2 separate regions of the Mus musculus genome follow, and region 1 is linked to region 2. A link is a contact called in public promoter capture Hi-C data. All regions are on one chromosome and are shown on one strand. The core of a region is the stretch at or near the end of the contact, and the rest is flanking DNA. Distances in the headings are between cores, read along the strand shown. Region 1 overlaps Rab11fip4 (RAB11 family interacting protein 4 (class II)). Region 2 has its middle 8.8 kb from the start of Gm24454.

Region 1 (3,288 bases), core at 651-3,150, 220 kb after region 2:
GGCAGTCTGTCCCATAAGATCTCCCTCGGGGCAAAGGTCAGACGGTCCAGCTTGCTTACCTGGCCTGGCCAGTAAACCATCCCTGCCCCACAGCCCAGTCTTATCTCTCTAAACTTTGACTTGTCATTTACTCCGATCCCCACACCTAAATCCCAGAATCTGAAGGTCCGAAGTGGTTTCCACCAGGCAGCACAGCCAGCAAGCTGTGCTGCCTTCAGGCTCCAGCCACACATTCTTCACCAGCTTACCCCACATCTATAGGCCACTGACCTCAAAGAACCAACATGAACTGGCCCAGGCATTCAAGGTAGCTGGGTGGTGTCAGATTATACCCTGGAACTCAAGGTCCTCTGGAGGGCAAGGATGTGTCCCACATATAAAGTTCCCTGGGTATTTAACCCTGCCTCTGTGAGAGTCCGCTAAGCAGGTTAAAGTCTGGGTCAGTGCCACAATACCAGAAGCTGGGGCTGAACCGTGAGATCTCAGCTAGTGAAGGTGGGTGGAGGAGCTAGCAGTGGTCTTTTGCAGTCGTAAAACCCTCCCCACTGAGACTCCTTTCCCTAGCAATAACAGACACCATCTTTCACCAGGGAAGGGCCCTGGAAATTGCCCCAGGGAATGTGGGAACCCAAGCAATTATCACCTGCCTCTTGCTCTGGGAAGGGAGACAGAGGCTTGGAGAGCATCAGGAACCAGTGCAAAGTGGGGCCCAATCCAAAATGACTAGAGCAGCAAGCACGGAGGCAGGACCTCTGACCCCTCTGCTACTTTAGGGGGAGGGGGCAGGGGTGCTATAAATCAGCCAGTAGAAAACTGGTGAGTCCTTAAGAGTTCAGCAACGAATCATTTCTAGCTCTTTTGGGGAAAGCAAGACCAGAAGTGGGAGATGGAGAGGTGACGGAATGCTGTCTAGGGCTGTATTGGTACCACGTTTACAGAGGCTTCGATGCTAGGCCCTGGGAAACACTTGTCGCAACGGAGAAGCAACTATGTCAACAACTTACATTGAGGTGGACTGTGGGCTCTTACGGGACTCAAGGGCATAGGCTGGTGGCCTGCGCACACCTCCACCCATAGGAGCATCTTGCTGAGGGGAAGCAGGACCTGTCTCAAATCCCTACACTACTAGGCTGGTTCTGTCTTCTAACCCTTCAGATGCCCCGTGAGAGGGGAAAAGCAGGAAACTGGCTTCATGCAGCAGCCATCACCTATGGAAACAACTTCACCACTTACAGCTCCCTAGGGAAGCAGCCCAGCTAAGAGCAGGACACTGATGGGGGCTGACAAGCTCTCTTCCCATTTCCACCAGATTCCCCCTAAAACACTTCTGGAACAGCGCCACAGGGATCGCGGGCACCCTCCTCGGGCACCAAGTTGGTTCCGCTCACGCTCGCACCTGGGCGCTGGCCGAAGGCCCGGAGCAAGCAGAGGGGTCAGTGGTTTTGCGAAGGTACTCTGATCTCCCTGGCCAGCACAGGGAGGGTAGAGGCGAATCCACCAACTTCCCACTCCTGGTGCAAGCTAGGTGCGTCCCGCGGTCGCCGCTTACCTGGCATCCGGGAGCCGGCGGGGAGCGCATCCCCCGACCGGCTGCAGGTCGGGCCGCTGTAGATGAACAAGAAGCCAGCGGCTGGTCGAGTCGGGTCCGGCGGGGTACACGGGGACGAAGCCAGCACCGTGCTCAGAAAACAATCCGGGAGGCGCGCTGCTCCGCACCAGTTGAAGCCGCCGGTCCCGCCCCCGCCCGCACCCGTTGCCGGGAGACCCGCGTGGGCCGAAGGGGCTCTTTGTATCAAAGCTGCCGTGACATCACGAGGCGCCCAAGCTCCCCGGGCTCCGGCGGCCGGGCCTCGCACAGGGGGCGGGTCCTGAGGCTCGGAGGCCTGGGAACCCGAGCCGAGGGGGCGGGGCCCAGGTAGCCCCGCCCACCCAAGGTAAGGGGCAGGTGGCGGAGGCGGTGGCCGCCAATGGCCACACGGTCGGCGCCTCGGTGGGTGGAGCTTGTCTGAGCGTGCAGTTTACTGCCAGCAGGTCAAACACTAGAGTTTGGATGAAATTCTCCGGCCATCTCAATGCTATGTCCCTGTTTGATGTCCTCAAACTTAATATCTCAGTGCTGCGAGACTCCGGCAGCACTGTTCAGCTCAAACTCGCGAACTAAAAGCCTGCCCCAACCCACCACCAGCTGAAATCTGATTTGGAGTCCTACCCACTACTTTGTTTTCTTCACACCAAGCGAAAGCTATCCATAGCTAGCCCAGCACCAAGACACAAGTGGCAAGTATACAAGAAACAAGTACCAAGATAAGAACTAGAGAACTCAACAAAGAAAGATTTCCATCAGAAACACCGTCTCCCTCTCAGGCTTTCACACCATTCAGGATTTAAACATGGCCGAAATGTTTAGAATTCAAGCAAGACAGCAAACGCTAGGACCAGTTTCCCTTCATTTTGGTAGTGTTTTACATAACTCGGGAAAAGCCTGATTACCTTCCTGACTGGCCTCAAGCCACGTTCTCATGTTCTTCATACACTACACACTGACACAAATACTTGGGTATACTTAGAATGGGCAAGGTGGCTTCACATCACACACACACACAGACACACACACACACTCATATACACACATACTCACACTCATACAGACTCATACTCATACACATACATACTCACACACACACACACACACCTACCTCTGCTGCTCTCTAGCTCAGCATTTTTCAACCTTTGGGCTGCAACCCCTTTGGAGTTGGAAGACCCTTTCACGGTGGTCGCATTTCAGATATTTATATTACAATTCATAACAGTAGCAAAATTACAGTTATGAAGTAGCAATAAAAATAACGTTATGGTTGGGGGTCACCACAGCACGATGACCTGTATGTTAAAGGGTCACAATATCAAGAAGACTGAGAACCACTACTCTGGCCCTTTGCTCTCAACCTCTTTCTCACCCGCTGTGTGTGAGCAATAAATTTCCAACTACCTCTCTGCTTACCTGGTCAAAGCCCACTAGAGTTGCAGCTTTGCTTGGACAGCCTTAGCTAGAGGGGACCTCCACGTAAGGTCTGTGAGAGTGGTGAATCCCATCTTGTAAGGCCTTCTCTGAATTTATGTCTTGTAGTTTCTACACAACCTTTGGAACTGCGTACAGATGCCATAGACAGTTTCTCACACTGTCTCGGTCCAGTCTCCATCCTAGCTAGTCAGGGTCAATGAACCATATCTCGGCTTTGGAGGACAGCAGAGCTGGGTTTGAGTCCAGCTCCTTGACCTGGGAGTTTC
Region 2 (3,338 bases), core at 259-2,758:
GGTAGGCTGACATTTTGGCCACCTTTTTAGTAATAGCAGATATGGTCAGACCAGCTAAGGGAACTTGTAACTTGTTGCGGGTATGTAGCTAGCTAGGGTTGGAACAGGGACTTATACCTTCTCCTGTGGTGAGGTCCAGATCCCAGTTTCCTTGCCTGCTAGCTCCGTGCAATCTTGGGCCTGACACACAACCTCTGCCCAATCTGAATCAACTGTGAAACGGGGAACTGTCACCCTAGTCTGCCTGGGCTTCCCTCCAGACAGAGCAGGTGTGATCGTAGATAAACAAGCAAACTCGAGCGCATGGTTGGGCAGCCATACAGACTTTGGTCCACATCAGTGAGAGATGCAACAGGTGTTGGCTGACCCACACATTCCTTAGAGTGAGCAGGTTCAAGTTAATCCTTTATTATATGAGCTTCAGATGATATACCCCGTGACTCCAGCTTACACTGCAGGCTAACGTCCTCTTAGGTCCTCCCCTGGGACACTGCAGTCTAAAGTCCTCCCAAGGCCTTCCTAAGCTGCAGCTTCCCGGACTCTGTGTGGGCCCATTTGGAATGACTGCTTCCTGCGCATGTGTTTCAGTGACTACTCTGTTTGCCTTTCGTGTTTTCCCTCATGACTATATATGGTAAGGGAGGAGGCTTACTGTCAGACTTCCTGATGTAGGGATGGAGGCCGGTTGTAGGCCGGTTGTAGGCCGGTTGTTTTAGTTTTGACTAGGTATAGATCCCATATGTTCACATACCCTTCTGTTCCAGACACCTCATTTCTGTGGTCACCAAAACCTAAGTACAAGGTTTGGATGACTCAGTGGTTAAGAAAACTTACAGCTCTAACAGAGGACCCAGGTTTAGTCCCAGCACCTGCGAGGTGGTTCACAACCATCTCTTACTCCAGTTCCAGAGGATCTGATGCCCTCTTCTGACCCCTACAGGCTCCACATGGTGCACATACATACGCGTAGGCAAAATACCCATACACATAGAATAAAAAAAACAAATAAATCTTTAACAAAGACATAAATGTGCTGAGATCTCTTCTTTAAAATTTTTTTAATTTAAAATTTATATTATTATGTATGTGTTCATGGTGCTTATACATGGGTGGGTGTGCTGTGGCAGACACGTAGAGGTCAGAGGATGAGTCTGTGGAGTTAATTCTATTCTTGCCCCTTCCTGTGGATTTCAGGGATTCAAATCAGGTCACCTGACATGCATGGCAAACACCTTTAACCCCCAGAACCATCTCACTGGGGTTGAAGGCTCTTCTTTACCATTTTTCTGTAGGTTTTTCTAGATCTTTACTTCGAACCCACTAACTTCATTTTATGCTTCTGTGGACGAACTCTGACCCCTTCCCCTCAGGGTCATAAGCTGTGCCTTCTGAGCAGAGCCATGGTCCTCCTCCTGGGTTGTGGTGAGACTGAGTGAAAGCATCAGGCACGCTGGGAACACTAGCTGAGTACTGTGGACACTGGGGAGCACTGAGGACACTAGGTGGCACTGAGGTCACTAGGTGAGCACTGTGGACATTAGGTGAGCCCTGTGGACACTGTGTGAGCATGGCGGTCACTACTAACTTGGTAAAATTATGTAATGACGGTCGTCTCGTGTGAGTTATGATGACAGAAAGTTCAAGGTACACAGAAGACACTCAGTAAGCTGAGCAAGTCTAACCGATGTCTCTGACCCCTGCTTGTCTAGGGATCCAGTGTCCCTGCCTAATTCCTCTATTATCTTACTCTCCAAGTGGTTGTTGAGATTCACTGAGGTACATTTACAGCTGTCCCATGTGGTCTTGTTGCTTATTCAGTTAAGTTTTAGTTGTGTTAAAATAAACATAACTGCCCAGTATGGCCGCACATGCCTTTAACCCCAGCACTTGGGAAGTAGAGGCAGGAGGATTTCTGTGAGTTTAAGGCTATCTGCTTTATGAAGTGACTTCCAGGACAGTTAAGGCTACTCTGTCTCAAAACAACAAGAGGTATGCCTTAACTGTTTTTTGTTTGTTTGTTTGTTTGTTTTTTTCATTAAAATTTGGGGAGAGGTTGGTTTACATTTTTTCTTATTTAGTTTTATGTGTATGGATGTTTTACCTGCATTTATTTTCTGTGTGCTGTGAATGTTTCTGGAGGAGACCAGAGGACAGCATTAGATCCCCTGGAACTGGAGTTACAGATGGCTATAACTCCACAAGGATTGAACCTGGGTCCTCTGGAAGGGCAGCTAGTACTTTTAATTGCTGAGTTGCCTTTTTAGCCTCTCACGGTTTCTAAATGTACAGTTTAGTGGTATTAAGCACACTATCTCCACTATGAACTTGAGTCACCTTGTAATGTAATGTCCCCTATTTTTGTGTGTGCATGTTCTCTCTATCTCTCTCTCTGTAAGACCCCCGAAGCTGGAACTCCGCTCAAGTCCCGGGATGAGCTGGCCAGCACCCCAGTGACCCGAGAGAAAACCACACCTGATGCAAACTGCAAGAGGTTTTATTATCAGCTAGCTGAGGACGAAGTCCCTCCGCAGGGCAGGGCAGGGGAGTTCGACCGGAGCGGTGACAGTAGGGGGTTTTTAACAACTAGCTGAGGAGTTGGGAGGAGAGTTGGGAGGAGTTGGGAAGAGTTCTGGGTGTCCTTGGTGAAATTTACAAGGCAGGAGTGGGGAATGAGTTCTTTCTGAATTTTTATCTCCGTGTCCTTCGCACAGGAAGGCAGGCATCTCTGGCTGTACAGTATAGAAACTAAAAGGCTTTTTGCTGGCTATAGAGAACAAAGAGCTTCTTTCTAGCTGTATTTTTAAAGACCAGGGAAAACAAGCTTGGGGAAATGCTTTAGGGGCTCTACCTTTCAGGGAGAAATGCTTTAAGCCGGGGTCTCACATGTGCGTGTGTAGAGGTTAGAAATTGGTGTTGGGTGTCTTCCTTAGTCACTTCTCCACTTTATTACTTGAAACGGCTTGTCATCTTGGCTGGACTTCTGGCCAGTAAACCTGAGGGGTCCCCATCTCCACCCCCAGAACTGGAGGGGACACACTGTCACACCTGGCTCTTTACACAGGTGCTGGAGATCCAAATCAGGTCAGTGTCCTTGTGCAGAAGGCACTTTGTCCTCTGAACCATCCACGAAGCCACTGTTTGTTTCTTTGTTAAGATAAGGTCTCCCTCTATAGCCCAGGCTGACCTGGAACTCACTGTGTAGCCCAGGCTGGCCTCAAATTTGCACCTTCCGTGCCTTCTCCTCAGTGTTCGCAGATGTGTACCACCACACTGTAACCTTCCAGGGACATTCCTCTTACATCAGTCACTCCAGCGGGGACATCAGACTTTACATTCCT

Evidence for each region. Capture Hi-C pulls out chosen DNA fragments and counts their contacts.
Region 1: a contact with region 2 is called in a promoter capture Hi-C map of liver. The contact joins two enhancer-like sites. A contact is called at or near these places in 3 of 39 promoter capture datasets (cranial neural crest, embryonic stem cells and liver), 1 of 484 Hi-C or Micro-C datasets (liver), 4 of 115 datasets of contacts at active chromatin or transcription factors (embryonic basal ganglia, embryonic stem cells and stem cell-derived neural progenitor cells) and 1 of 9 other capture datasets (liver).

Annotation. Positions count from the first base shown.
Region 1 is chr11:79,659,118-79,662,405 of GRCm38.p6, reverse strand. All of the region lies in intron 3 of Rab11fip4 (RAB11 family interacting protein 4 (class II)), which reads right to left. Among named protein-coding and RNA genes, the nearest start is that of Gm30718, 14 kb to the right of the region's middle. Within about 2 kb of position 1,900, at least 205 of the 459 cell types and tissues checked have an H3K27ac peak or open chromatin away from gene starts, as enhancers often do. A contact at or near this core is called in liver, where this site is marked.
Region 2 is chr11:79,883,196-79,886,533 of GRCm38.p6, reverse strand. No RefSeq gene overlaps it. Among named protein-coding and RNA genes, the nearest start is that of Gm24454, 8.8 kb to the left of the region's middle. Within about 2 kb of position 1,508, at least 25 of the 459 cell types and tissues checked have an H3K27ac peak or open chromatin away from gene starts, as enhancers often do. A contact at or near this core is called in liver, where this site is marked.